Linked DNA regions of Sus scrofa: regions 2 and 3 are each linked to region 1. Evidence: chromatin contacts called from public HiChIP or PLAC-seq and promoter capture Hi-C data. All regions are on one chromosome and are shown on one strand. Each heading gives the region's core, a stretch centred on a gene start, on an enhancer-like site or on the middle of the called end of the contact. The rest is flanking DNA. Distances are from core to core; before and after follow the strand shown.

What was found. Promoter capture Hi-C pulls out the DNA fragments that hold promoters and counts their contacts. HiChIP or PLAC-seq counts read pairs in DNA pulled down with a chosen protein or histone mark.
Region 2: a contact with region 1 is called in an H3K27ac HiChIP or PLAC-seq map of alveolar macrophages. The contact joins the enhancer-like site here to the promoter of RIOX1 in region 1. A contact is called at or near these places in 1 of 5 promoter capture datasets (fetal liver), 32 of 47 Hi-C or Micro-C datasets (adipocytes, adipose tissue, alveolar macrophages and 16 more) and 2 of 2 datasets of contacts at active chromatin or transcription factors (alveolar macrophages and skeletal muscle).
Region 3: a promoter capture Hi-C map of fetal liver shows a contact between it and region 1, with 5 times the contacts expected there. The contact joins the enhancer-like site here to the promoter of RIOX1 in region 1. A contact is called at or near these places in 1 of 5 promoter capture datasets (fetal liver), 9 of 47 Hi-C or Micro-C datasets (alveolar macrophages, blood, embryonic fibroblasts and 3 more) and 2 of 2 datasets of contacts at active chromatin or transcription factors (alveolar macrophages and skeletal muscle).

What each region holds. Positions count from the first base shown.
Region 1 is chr7:96,821,297-96,825,642 of Sscrofa11.1, forward strand. RIOX1 (bifunctional lysine-specific demethylase and histidyl-hydroxylase NO66) reads left to right here and starts at 1,777. Exons shown (of 3, transcript XM_021099492.1): 1 at 1,777-3,617. The coding sequence starts at 1,860. HEATR4 (HEAT repeat-containing protein 4) reads right to left here. Exons shown (of 16, transcript XM_021099493.1): 15 at 3,986-4,044.
Region 2 is chr7:96,642,397-96,646,343 of Sscrofa11.1, forward strand. All of the region lies in intron 3 of NUMB (protein numb homolog), which reads right to left. Among named protein-coding and RNA genes, the nearest start is that of PAPLN, 59 kb to the left of the region's middle. Within about 2 kb of position 1,850, at least 1 of the 83 cell types and tissues checked has an H3K27ac peak or open chromatin away from gene starts, as enhancers often do. A contact at or near this core is called in alveolar macrophages, where this site is marked.
Region 3 is chr7:96,619,016-96,623,410 of Sscrofa11.1, forward strand. PAPLN (papilin) reads left to right here. Exons shown (of 27, transcript XM_021099491.1): 26 at 381-547; 27 at 2,764-3,472. The coding sequence ends at 3,044. Among named protein-coding and RNA genes, the nearest start is that of PAPLN, 36 kb to the left of the region's middle. Within about 2 kb of position 2,991, at least 23 of the 83 cell types and tissues checked have an H3K27ac peak or open chromatin away from gene starts, as enhancers often do. A contact at or near this core is called in fetal liver and liver, where this site is marked.

The DNA of each region.
Region 1 (4,346 bases), core at 527-3,026:
CAAAGATAATATACAGGTAGAAAATCACCCATTGACAAATATTATATCAAAACTAGCATGCAGGAAAAGAGAAAACAAGTGCAGAACACTGAAAATGCATTTGAAAATAAGAGAACTGCAATCCCAAACAATTCTGTACACACATAGATGGTCATATCCAAATCTAATGGGAAACACAAACCCAAAACTATAGTAAACACACACATTAAAAAGAAAAAGCAACCCATACAACACTGAAGATAATCAGCAAGTCACAAGAGAAAAACAGCAAAAGAACGGGGAGGGGAGCCCAAAGCAAAAATTCAAAACAACTAACAAAATGGCAATAAACACACACTTCCATAATTACACTGAATGTAAATGGATTAAATGCTCCAACCAAAAGACACAGACTGGCTGAGTGGATACAAAAAACAAGACCTGGGGCACATGGATGGGTTTTGAGTAGGGTGATGGTAGGTTTGGGGCCAAAGCTTGAGAAAACTAATTTCTTTTCTTTTTTGTCGACACCCATGGCATGTGGAAGTTTCCCAACCAGGGATGGAACCTGAGCTGCAGCCGTCACCTATGTCACAGCTGTGGCAATGCCAGATCTTTAATCTGCTGCTCCACACCAGGAACTTTGAAAAAACTAATTTTGTCCTTACTTGTGTTATAAATTAGCACAGGGGGCAATTAAAGTTAAAAAGAGACTTGTTGGGAGGCCACTTGTAATAGACCAGGGTTTCTCAGCCTCAGCATTATTAACATTTCAGGTTGGATAATTATTTGTTGGGGGTGGAGTGTTGTCTTTTGCATTGTGGCTGTTCAGCAGCATCTCTGGCTTTTACTCATGAGATGCTATAGCATCAACCCTCCTCCCCCAAAGTGTTTCTTGGGGAGGCAAAATCCACCCCAAGTAGCAGACCATTGTAATAGACCATAAGAGAAATAAAACGGGTAAATGTAACACCTAAGAGGAGTAAAATCTAAAAGCTTTTAGACTCCAAGTGTTTGGATTGAAATGTGAGTGAGAAAGAGGATTGAAAGATCAAATGGAACCACAGAAAAGGCCCTAGAGACCATGTAGTCTAACATGCTTATAATTGCTTGTAAGGTTGTGAACTCTTTCTGAGAGAGTTCGGTAAAACCTATAATAATGACAAAAATTATCCTGTTCGTAGCAATTCCATTCCTGGGAATTTATAATAAATGATTCAAATGAACACAAGTCATCTTTATGTATAAAGCAACAATAGTTTCATGGAGACAGTGACGATGTTCTCAGCAATTGCACTCTCATGCCTACCACAGTGCCCACATATAATAAGGCTCAGATATAATAATAAGTCGACATAAAGTTCAGAGGAGAAGAGATTCTGGGGATAGAAGTTGTAGTTAATGAAACAAAATTCCAGAGGGAGTGGGAAAGGCAGATATCAAGAACAAGAGTAGAAAAGCCCATACCTTCTTTTTTGTGGTGGGAGCACAATGACTTAAAATTTGTGATGCAGCTGGGGAACATGCTATTCAGAAACGAGGAAGACCCGGGGAACACTGCAAAGTGCAGATACTAGAACGAAAGAGGAGTGAAGCAGCCAACTTTTTTCTCCTGGAGTCCCTGGCAACTTGATTTTTAAACTGCCCACAAAACAGAGACACCAGGTTAATCACGCAAGGACTCAGGTGCTCTAGCTGGGGAAGCCAGGCATTTAATTAAGTTAACATTTTCTAACCCGGCGCGCGGGAGGCGCCAGGGGGAAGAATGGTGGGCGTGGACAACCCAGTGCGGCTGGAGGCCCGCCCCCTTCCCAGAGTACACGGCGGCCGCGGCCTGCAAGAGCCGGTTTGTCGCTGTCTGCTCCGGAGAGGGTCGGACCATGGACGGGCTCCGGGCTAGCGCAGGGCTGCTGAGGCGCGGGCGGCTGAGGCGCCGGCGCCAGCCTCAGCCACACAGCGGGTCGGTCCTGGCCCTGCCCCTGAGGCCCAGGAAGATCCGAAGGCAGCTGCGGAGAAGTGTCGCGTCCCGCATGGCCGCGCTGAGGGCCCAGACGCTGCCAAGCGAGGACTCGGAGGACTCGAGGGTGGAGTCGACGGTCGACGGTCCCGTGGACCCGCTGGCTGGCGGGGTGGTGGGCCTTCCGGATGCCGCCCGGCGGGAGCCATATGGCCACCTCGGGCCCGCGGAGCTGCTGGAGGCCTCACCCGCGTCCCGCTCCCTGCAGACTCCTCGAGCCCTGGTGGAGTCGCAGACCCCGGCAGCGCGCTTGGTGGAGGCGCAGACGCCGCCGGCGCGGCTGATGGAGGGGCCCGCCCTGCCCGCGCGCCTAGTGCCGGGTTCGGCGCCGCCCGCGCGCCTGGTGGAGGTGGCCGCTGCGCCGGCCCGCGGGGTGGAGAACTCTACCCTGTTGTGCTCTGCCCAGCACTTGGCGGGCGCCCCGCCGTCCATGGCTCCTGCGACGCTGTCGGGGCCTCAGGGGGAAAGCATGAACGGGGAGCTGCCCTGGGACTCTCCTCTGCAGCGCGTCTTGGCCGAGCTGAACCGCATCCCCAGCAGCCGGCGGCGGGCGGCGCGCCTCTTTGAATGGCTCATCTCGCCCATGCCGCCAGACCACTTCTACCGGCGCCTGTGGGAGCGTGAGGCGGTGCTGGTGCGGCGGCAGGACCACACCTACTACCAGGGTCTCTTCTCTACCGCAGACCTGGACTCCATGCTGCGGAACGAGGAGGTCCAGTTCGGGCAGCACCTGGACGCCGCGCGCTACATCAACGGGCGGCGCGAGACTCTGAACCCTCCCGGCCGCGCCCTGCCCGCCGCCGCGTGGTCCCTGTACCAGGCCGGCTGCTCCCTGCGCCTCCTCTGTCCGCAGGCTTTCTCCACCACCGTGTGGCAGTTTTTGGCTGTGCTTCAAGAGCAGTTTGGAAGCATGGCAGGCTCCAACGTTTACCTCACGCCCCCCAACTCGCAGGGCTTTGCCCCCCACTACGACGACATTGAGGCTTTCGTGCTGCAGCTGGAAGGTAGGAAACTCTGGCGGGTCTACCGACCGCGGGTCCCGACTGAGGAACTAGCCCTGACATCCAGTCCCAACTTCAGCCAGGACGACCTCGGTGAGCCGGTGCTGCAGACGGTGCTGGAACCTGGAGATTTGCTTTATTTTCCCCGAGGCTTCATTCACCAAGCCGAATGCCAGGACGGAGTGCACTCTCTGCATCTGACCTTGTCCACATACCAGCGCAATACCTGGGGCGACTTCCTGGAGGCTGTACTGCCTCTGGCAGTGCAGGCTGCAATGGAAGAAAACGTGGAGTTCCGTAGGGGACTGCCCCGAGACTTCATGGATTACATGGGGGCCCAGCATTCAGACTCTAAGGATCCGCGGAGAACTGCTTTCATGGAGAAGGTGCGGGTGTTGGTTGCCCGCTTGGGACACTTTGCGCCTGTCGATGCTGTGGCCGACCAGCGAGCCAAAGATTTCATTCACGATTCTCTGCCCCCTGTGTTGACTGACAGGGAGAGGGCACTAAGCGTTTATGGACTCCCAATTCGCTGGGAGGCTGGAGAACCTGTGAACGTGGGGGCCCAGCTGACAACAGAAACAGAAGTGCACATGCTTCAAGATGGTATAGCTCGGCTGGTAGGTGAAGGTGGCCATTTGTTTCTCTATTACACAGTGGAAAACTCCCGAGTTTATCATCTGGAAGAGCCCAAATGCTTGGAGATATACCCGCAGCAAGCTGATGCCATGGAACTCTTGCTTCGCTCCTACCCAGAGTTTGTGAGAGTAGGGGACTTGCCCTGTGACAGTGTGGAGGACCAGCTTTCTTTGGCAACCATGTTATATGATAAGGGGCTGCTACTCACCAAGATGCCTCTAACCTGAACTAGTTTCTCTGTTGATTGCTGGAAACAGGACAGTAGTGATTTTCTTACCACTACCACCTTTTTGGAAGGAAAAAAAACTCATGCTCTTACCTTGATCACCATCAGTGTGCTTACATTTACCTTTATGACTGCTTCAATGTCACAGAACTCAGATGGTCTTCTAGAAACCACCACCTCATCTAGGCACAAAAGTAAAAGCAGAAGTTGGAGGTGGAAAAAGGAGCTATTTCTGCAGCAGTAAACTCGATTCCTGATCATTTCAGAGTACCGAATTCATCATCACCCTCAGGCTTAAGCGTACTACGTAGCATTTGCTGTGTTATTCTGCTTGAGACATTATTAGTTTTTATTTGGAATTTGCATCCTTCATTTGAGTTCTCTTAGTTTGGGGGGAGGGTTGGGGTCAGCATCCTTTTCGTAACTGTAAGTTTGTGTGAATGTTAGAAAAGTTATTAAAGTGCCAAAGAATGTTTTCCTTTTC
Region 2 (3,947 bases), core at 600-3,099, 180 kb before region 1:
TTCAGGAAAAAACAAGCCAAAGCCATTATTTTAGAAACACAATGCGAAACAATAAGATAAAATTAAGGGGACAGATGGAATAAAACCCAAGATATCACATTCCATAAAGGGCAAAGAATAAGTAGATTCTTTACCTATTTTGAAACTCAATCACAAAAACCAAGAGTTAGATAAATACTAAAACATAAGGAGTTACACCACAAGTAGCTTCTATGAGTGTATCTAGAGTAGAAAGTAATAAAGTCTAAATTGAGATGCTGACCATTCTACTATCCTTTGAGGCCAATGTATTTAGCAAGACCCTGAAATTTTCATCTTAAAAACCCACGATGTCTTCATCACTCCTTAAATAATCTTTAAAAACCATTATTTCTTCTCTCAGGATTAGAAGAAACTGAACTGGTTAGAGCAGAGCTAGTTTAGTTTTTAATTTGACATTAAATGCATAGAGACAGTTTGGGGACATAGGAGGATTAAAAAACTGTTGGAAAATTATTATCCTTATAAGATAAATTCTTTTTACTGGCTAAGAAGACTTTGGGCACACAAAATCACATGAGAACAAGCTGATGTATGATTTCTCCTGTGATGGAAAGAAAATGGGACAGTGGGCATTTCTAATAGTAATTTATCAGCTTCATTTCTACTACTCCAAGGATACAAGCAAAATAAAATAAAAGCAAAGTGAAGGCTGAGAATAGGTATCAGAATATCAAAAAAAGTATAGATCAAAAGGAATCTGGTACTAAAAGTTGGAGCAGCAGCCTCTAGAAGGGACAAAGAAGGATAAAGAAATGTCTACCATTCTCCACTGTACATGCCCAAACCCAGCATAGAAGGCATGGCTTTATTTAAGTGAAAGTGTTTGTGTAATCCACTCCAGGCTTCATCTCCACCACTGCAACTTTTCTGATGAGAGCCTATTACATGCCAGGCAGCAGAAATACTTGAAGAGTTCACCGTCCACTGAAAGGTGATGCTCAGATAAACAAAAATTAATACAGTAATGAGTGCTGGAGTAGAACCAAAAACAGTGTATAACAATGTCAAGAAGGAGGCATGGTCAAATCTATATGTGGAACTTGGGGAAGGTTATTCAAAAGAAAAGATTGAACTGGGTACTAAAATAATGCTTCTAGATGCCCCAGGTAGGAAGGCAAGGAAGCAGTGGAGGTAGAGGACATTCCAGTGTGGCCTGAAAATAGGGTGGGTCGGTGAGGCATAGTGGGAGATAAAGAGCAGGAAAGGCCTAGCCATAGAGGGCCGGGGATACCTGCTAAAGAATTCTATCTTAATTCTGTGGGCAATTAGGAGCTACTTGCAAAGAATTTTAAATACAATTAAACAGATTTGTATTTTTAAAAAATATCACTTCAGCAGCAGGGCGGCAGAGCAGAGGAGTTGGAAAGAGACTGACAGGAGGTAGAAAGTCCACGACAAGATTCCAAGTGAGAGAAAATGAGGGTTTAGCTCTCTTGGCTGAGACAGAGAGAGATGAGAAAGTCTTAAATGGTAAATGTAAGAGAGAAGGTGAAGACTCCTCTCTGGTTCCCAGCTTTGCTAACTGGGTGGAGAGGGTACCACTAACTAAGATAGAGAACAGATGCAAAAGCAAGTTTGGGAGGTGAAGAATAGGATTTCAGTTTTAGACAAGCGAAGTTTGTGATGTCTGTGCAATACTGAAACAATTGAATATATAGATCTAAAGCTCAGTAGAGAATTCTAAGATGAAATTTTAGTTTTGGGAGACATCAATCATGGGAGTAATAAGAAGGCCAAGCCAGGAGAGAATATCAATAATTAAGGAACTGGGAGATGGGCAGTGAAATAGCAAAAAAACCCACTGTGACGCAATGGGCTAATGATACAGCTTTTCTCTATGGTGTTTCTGGTTCTATCCCTGGCCTGGTGCAGTGGTTTAAGGATCTGGCATTGCCTCAGCTGAGGCATAGGTCGAAGATGTGGCTCAGATTCAGGCTCTGGCCAGGGAACTTACATATGCCTCAGGTGTGGCCAAAAAGGGGATTAAAAAAAAGGAACAGCCAGTGGGACAGAAGAATGAAGAGAGAGTAGGGTCATTGAAACGAAAGGAGAATGGTTTTGAGAAGAAATTGGTTCAAAATGTCAAATGTTGCAAAATGACCACGGAAGGAAAGATGTAAAATGTGCCCATTGGACTTAGCAACGAGTAAGACAAGACAGAGTGACAGGGGTTGTGGTGGTTACTTTTATCTGTCAGACTGGCTAAGCTATGGTTGTCTAGTTGTTTGATCAAACACTAGTCTACAGGTTGCTATAAAGGCATTACATCAATTGACTTTAGGTAAAAGAAATTACCCTTGATAATATAGGTGGGCCTCGTACAATCAGTTAAAGGCCTTAAGGATTAAAAACTGAGGTTCCCCCCAAGAAGAATTCCACCTTAAGTCTGTAACGTAGAAATTCTCCCTGAATTTCCAGTCTGCTGGTCTGCCTACAGATTTCAGGCTTGCTAGACCCTATAATCACATGCATGAATTCTAAAATAAATCCTTCCCTTCATATACATATATGTATATACACACACATATGTATAGATAGAAAGAGATATCTAAAAACAGAGAGAGAGAAACAGATGGTGATTCTGTTTCTCTGCAGGATTTGACTAATAAAAAAGTGAAGTCAGACTATAATGGGTTGAGAAGTAAATGAAAGGCAAGAAGAGTCTACACATATTAAATGCTCTCTTTAAAAAAGCTTTTTTTTTTGGGAGTTCGCAATGTGGCACAGCAGAAACAAATCCGATTAGGAATCATGAGGTTGTGGGTTTGATCCCTCACTCAGTGAATTAAAGATCTGGCATTTCTGTGAGCTGTGGTGTAGGTCGCAGATGCAGCTTGGATCTGGCGTTGCTGTGGCTCTGGTGTAGGCCAGCAGCTACAGCTTCGATTAGACCCCTAGCCTGGGAACCTCCATATGCCTCGAGTGCGGCTCTAAAAAGACAAAAAGAGCTATAAGGCAAGGGGGGACAGGTAGAGGATCAAGGGAGGTCCTTTTAGAATTGTGGTAAATTAGCATGATATACTAGAAACGGAATGGATTTTGGAGTAAGACAAATATAAGCCTGAATTCAATGCCACTATTTATAAGCTAAGCAAGTTATGTAATCCTCTGAGCTTCTATTTCTTTATCTGTAAAGTACTGAGACTGCAGGCCCAAGAAAGGGAAGAGTAATATATAGAACACAGTCCTCCAGGAGGCAAAATAGGATGAGGCTAGAATACAAGTTTTAGATGGGAAGAGGGTTGTCCCTTCCTTGAAATGGAGGGATGGAGTAAAGATAGATTTGTAAAGGAGTGAGTGACAAACTGAGGAAGTTCACTCCAGAGAGCCACAAATTCATCTGTAAAGGAGATGAGATCACCTACTTTACTTTGCTAGGGAGAAAAAGGTAAAGAGGCAGAGTAAGAAAGTAAAGATTTATGGAGTTCCCGTTGTGGTACAGTGGAAATGAATCCGACTAGGAACCATGAGGTTGCAGGTGCGATCCCTGGCTTTGCTCAGTGGATCTGGTGTTGCCGTGAGCTGTGGTGTAGGTCACAGATGCGGCTTGGACCCCAGTGGCTGTGGCTTTGGCGTTGGCCGGCGGGTACGTCTCTGATTAGACCCCTAGCCTGGGAACCTCCATATGCTGCAAATGCGGCCCTAAAAAGCAAAAAAAAAAAAAAAAAAAGTAAAGATTTACAATAGCAGTATTGGGACAGTATATCGTATAGTGACTCAGCAAAACTCTGGGACCAGGCTGGTGTTTGGGTTTGAATTCTGGTTCTGCCACTTACTAGTATGACCAACAACAAATTACTTAACTTCTCCATGCCTCAGCTTCTACATCTGCACAATGACACCTCCAACATAATGTCATATACCTTGTGGGATTATTATAGGGATTCAATAATATATACTGTCCA
Region 3 (4,395 bases), core at 1,741-4,240, 200 kb before region 1:
CGCTTCCTCCCTCACCCACTCTCCTGGCTCTGGCCGTGGCCTTCCTTCAAGCCCCCAAGTCCCCCCACCTCCCCGTCAGCCAGGCCTTGGCCAGCCGTCTTCCTCAGGAAACGTCCTTAAAAGACCTTTGCTGATGAGTGGGGCTCCTATGGGGAAAAGGGGCAAACCTGTAACCACTTAGATCAGTTGATGTGAGTTCACCTCACCTTTGCGCTATTTTGCTTTGACATTATTTTACCGCTTTGGTACCCAGGCCCCTTTCTTCCTTAAGGTGAGGGGCCATGAAGAGGGAGTCATTGGCTCTGGAATGGTCCTGGGTTCCCTCCTCTCCCTGGCCTTGGGAGGGCCAGCACAGCTTCCCAGCGTCCTCTCCCCTCTAGGAACGGGCTGCCGGTGTGGGCCGATGGCCACCGTGTCCACCAGTCCCCAGATGGCACACTGCTCATCCACAACCTGCAGGCCAGGGACGCGGGCTCCTACACATGCAGCGCCTACCGTGGAAACCAAGCTGTCAGCCGCAGCACCGAGGTGAAGGTGGTCCCGCCGGGTAAGTAAAGGCCTCTGCTTGCCCTTGAGAGCTGGCTGTGTGCCGCAGAGCACAGAGGTACAGGCTCTGCATCTGGGGAACTCTCATCCGTACCGTGCCTCACTCCGCCACTTGCTGGTTGTGTGACTTGGGCAAGCCAGTTGTCATGGGGCCTGAAATAGCCCTGGGAGAGAATTGCCAGGGCCTTCTTCCTGTGCTGGCCAGCCTGCAGCCAGGGCTGTAGCACACCAGAGCCTGTTACACGGAGGGTGTCAGTTCAGGCCTGGCTGCTTCCCGTCTGCTGGGCTGAGGGTGGAACTGGCCAGGCTTGAAGTCTGGTAGAAACGTCGCTTAGTGAGTGGGACTGACAATGGGCTTTTGGTCTGTGAGCTCCTTGAGACTGTGACTGTGGCTCACGTTCCGGGGCCCAGCCCAGTGCTCAGCCTCACCAGGGGCTCAGGTTCTCAGTGACTCAGTGCAGGTGTGCGTGAAGGCGTCCCCTTGGCAAGAGCGCCATCCTGCAGGGCGTCTAGCAAACAGACCGCTTGTCTACATACTTCCCAAACTCGTGAGACTTGAGACAGGCCAGGATGCAGACTTAGGTGAAAGAGAGCTGTGAGGAGGACCCAGATAGGCCTGTGGGTGATTAGCTATAGACATGCCTAGCCGGGAGGCCTGCTGTAATCAGAAACTTGGTTGCTGCTGAAGTCTGGTAGGGCTCCTGATGGAGTGGTGTGATGTGACCTGCCTCCGGGACACGACACTCACGGGCTCGGTCCGACCACCTTTCTCCCACCCCGTTGGATGAGTGTTGTTAATCTTTTTTTGGGGGGGGCACCCTTCTTGACTAGAGGCTGTCTCCCTCCCCTCTTTAACCGTGTTCGATCTGTTGATTGGGCTGCAGCTATCTGCTCTCACCCGTTTAAGCTTTTTGCAGTGTGTCACTGCTTGAGGCTGCCTCCCTGTGCCCTGTTCATGGTTTGGTGGTGTGTTGGAATCAGTGTTAGCGTCACTCTGGTGTAAGGGACATACTGCCACTGTGAGGATCTCTCAAGCTTTCTGCCTAAAAGCTTTTGGTGAGAAAGTATTGTAGGTAAAACATAAAGGGTCACTCACTTTTCTAGATGAGCAGGAATGAGGGAGGCTCTGGGGCCGGTTAAGTGCCCTTATTTTAGCCATGGTTACTACATCCCAGCTCCTTTTATCATCTCCATTTCAATGAGGAAACCAAGGCACGGAGAGCTAAGTGACAATTTGTCCAAAGTCCCCCAGCTGTTAGTGTGAGAGCCAGGATGCCACTCAGCACGCCCAATGTCGGTGTGAGAAGCCCAGGGGCTGCAGCGGCTGAGATCAAGTTGATACCAAAGCTATGATTTTTAATTAAAAATAAGCATAAATGGCTTTCTTACTCTTTAGGTAAATGTTGGTCGTTTGTACTCTTGTCATACTGTATGTATCAAGCCTTTGTAAAACCGTTCGCTGGTTTGGTATGGTCTTTTAGTTGTATTTGGGGAGGGAGCGTGGAGTAGGCTTTGCCCAGTCCCATGAGGTCTGATTTTCAGGGAGGTGCTGCTCAGGCCTGAGTCAAGCTGTCATAAGAGCCCCTTCTAGAAAGAAGAGGGAGGGTAACTAGCCATGGCAGTCCTAAGATGAAGCAGCAGAATGAAACTCACAGGGATTTATAAGATACAGAAGAAGCTCCTAGTAAGTAAATTCAGAGCAGAAGGCAGCCGGTGTTTTGTGCTCTACGCAGTGTCAGGTTGTCTTCCTATGACCTCACTGCTTTCCCCGGGGGAAGTGTTGGGGCTGTCAAAGGCACAGAACTCTTGAGGCTGGAGGAAACCAGCAGTGAGAGAGAAGACAGCTCAGAAATGTGTGTAGGAATGATCCTACTCTCTCCTCTTCCCAACCCAGAGGCCAAGGCAGTTGTCCAGCTCTTTAGGTCTCAATGGTCAGGGCAGGGAGTTAACGTCCAGAGATGTTTAATCACCCAGTCAGTCACTGTTTTGGAATCTGAGAGCACCGGGTGGAAGCTGCCTGCTGAAGCAAGGCCAGCTGCGGGTGAAGGGATCCCCCTGGGGGTATACTTACAGGTGTTAAAGGGTTAGAGGAACTGCACCCTTCTCGGAAGCCGGCAGTTACAGTGCTGCTTTCCTTGTAGGAAATGAGATTGTAGGTGAGAGTTTTCTTCAGCACACACGGCTTTCTTACCACCCACTCCCCTCACTGTCTTGCAGCACTGGCCACCCAGCCGAAGGACCCCAGTAGGGACTGCGTCGACCAGCCAGAGCTGGCCAACTGCGACTTGATCCTGCAGGCCCAGCTCTGCGGCAATGAATACTACTCCAGCTTCTGCTGTGCCAGCTGCTCTCGTTTCCAGCCTCCCGCTCAGCCCATCTGGCAGCGAGGACGAAGGCTTGCTGCAGCCCCAGTTCCGAGACAACGTCTAGGGCTAGGAGCGCGGGAGACCGGCTCTCGCTCTCCCCCGTCTGGCTGGCAGAGGCAGTTATCCTCCTGATAACTGGCCTGTCCAAAGCTGCTCCAGCTGTTGGGCAGTCCTCAGCAGGGTCTGCTTCCCTGACTTAATAACCATAGCTGCCTGCTGAGTTGTCAAGAATCTATTTGGATAATTTCCCTCCAGAATTTCAGTTATATAGAATCAATTCACTGTGTTTGAAAGCAAACCAGGGTTCTCACTTCATTTATAAAGCTAGGTGGTGGTGGGGTTTAATGATCTCAAAGTTAATTCCTATCTCATACAGGAACACTAGCTCCTGTTGTGTCAAAGAAGCATTCTTTGCTAGACTAGATCTCATGTGGGGTCCAAAGAGCAATTCATTGCTCAATCTCTCCCGGCCTTCTAGGTAGTACAGCAACCAGCTTCCAATCTCACCTGTGCGGCACCATTACCAGCTTGGTGGGTGTGAAAGCTCTTGGCAAAGGGGATACAATGAAAGGCTCAGGATGGGGATCCAGGATGAAAGAGCAACTGGTGCATCACCAGCTGAATATGAAGAACTAGAAAAGCTCTTTCCTTTCACCAGGAGGCTGAAGCCCTCCTCCCGAGGCTGACAAGCCGGGCCATGGGAGCTGGGCCCGCTCCGCGCAGGGACCGAGGAGCCTCTCCTCCTTAAGCAGGAATCTGTGATGCAAGGTACCTGCTGCCAGATAAAAACCAGTCTATTATTTAAAACAGCACCAGGGAGTTCCTGTCATTGGCTCAGTGGAAATGAATCCCACTAGTATCCATGAGGATGTGGGTTCAATCCCTGCCCTTGCTCAGTGGGTTAAGGATCCAGTGTTAGCATGAGCTGTGGTATAGGTCGCAGAGGCAGCTTGGATCCCACATTGCTGCGGCTGTGGTGTAGGCTGGCAGCTGTAGCTCAGATTCAGCCCTTAGCTTGGGAACTTCCATATGCTGTAGGTGCAGCCCTAAAAGGCAAAAAACCAAAAAAAACTAAAACAGCACCAGCAGGATGGGGGGTACCAATGGAGGGGAGGATGATGTAGTAACAGGGAAGTAGTTTCTGAAATGGTCCGAGTTGGAAGAAGTCATTCTTCCTCTCTCAGAGCCTCTTAATGCTTTGCTGCTAAAACAAGAGGCCCAGTTTCAATGAGCCCCTGAGTTCCTTTCCACTTTAACCTTGTTCAAGTCTTCCAGAGGACTGGCCAGGCCTAGTAGCAGAGGTCATTCTGGGACTCAGGAAAGATTGGCATTACAGGGGAAGGTGACTTTTATTACCAGCACACTGACTAGAAAAGAGATCCTGAGTCATGGGCAAGTGATATTTCTTGGTCTACCTCTCATTTAACAAAAGAAACGGGCCAGGGCACAGACCTTTTTTCCATTTAAAAAAATGGAGTTCCCG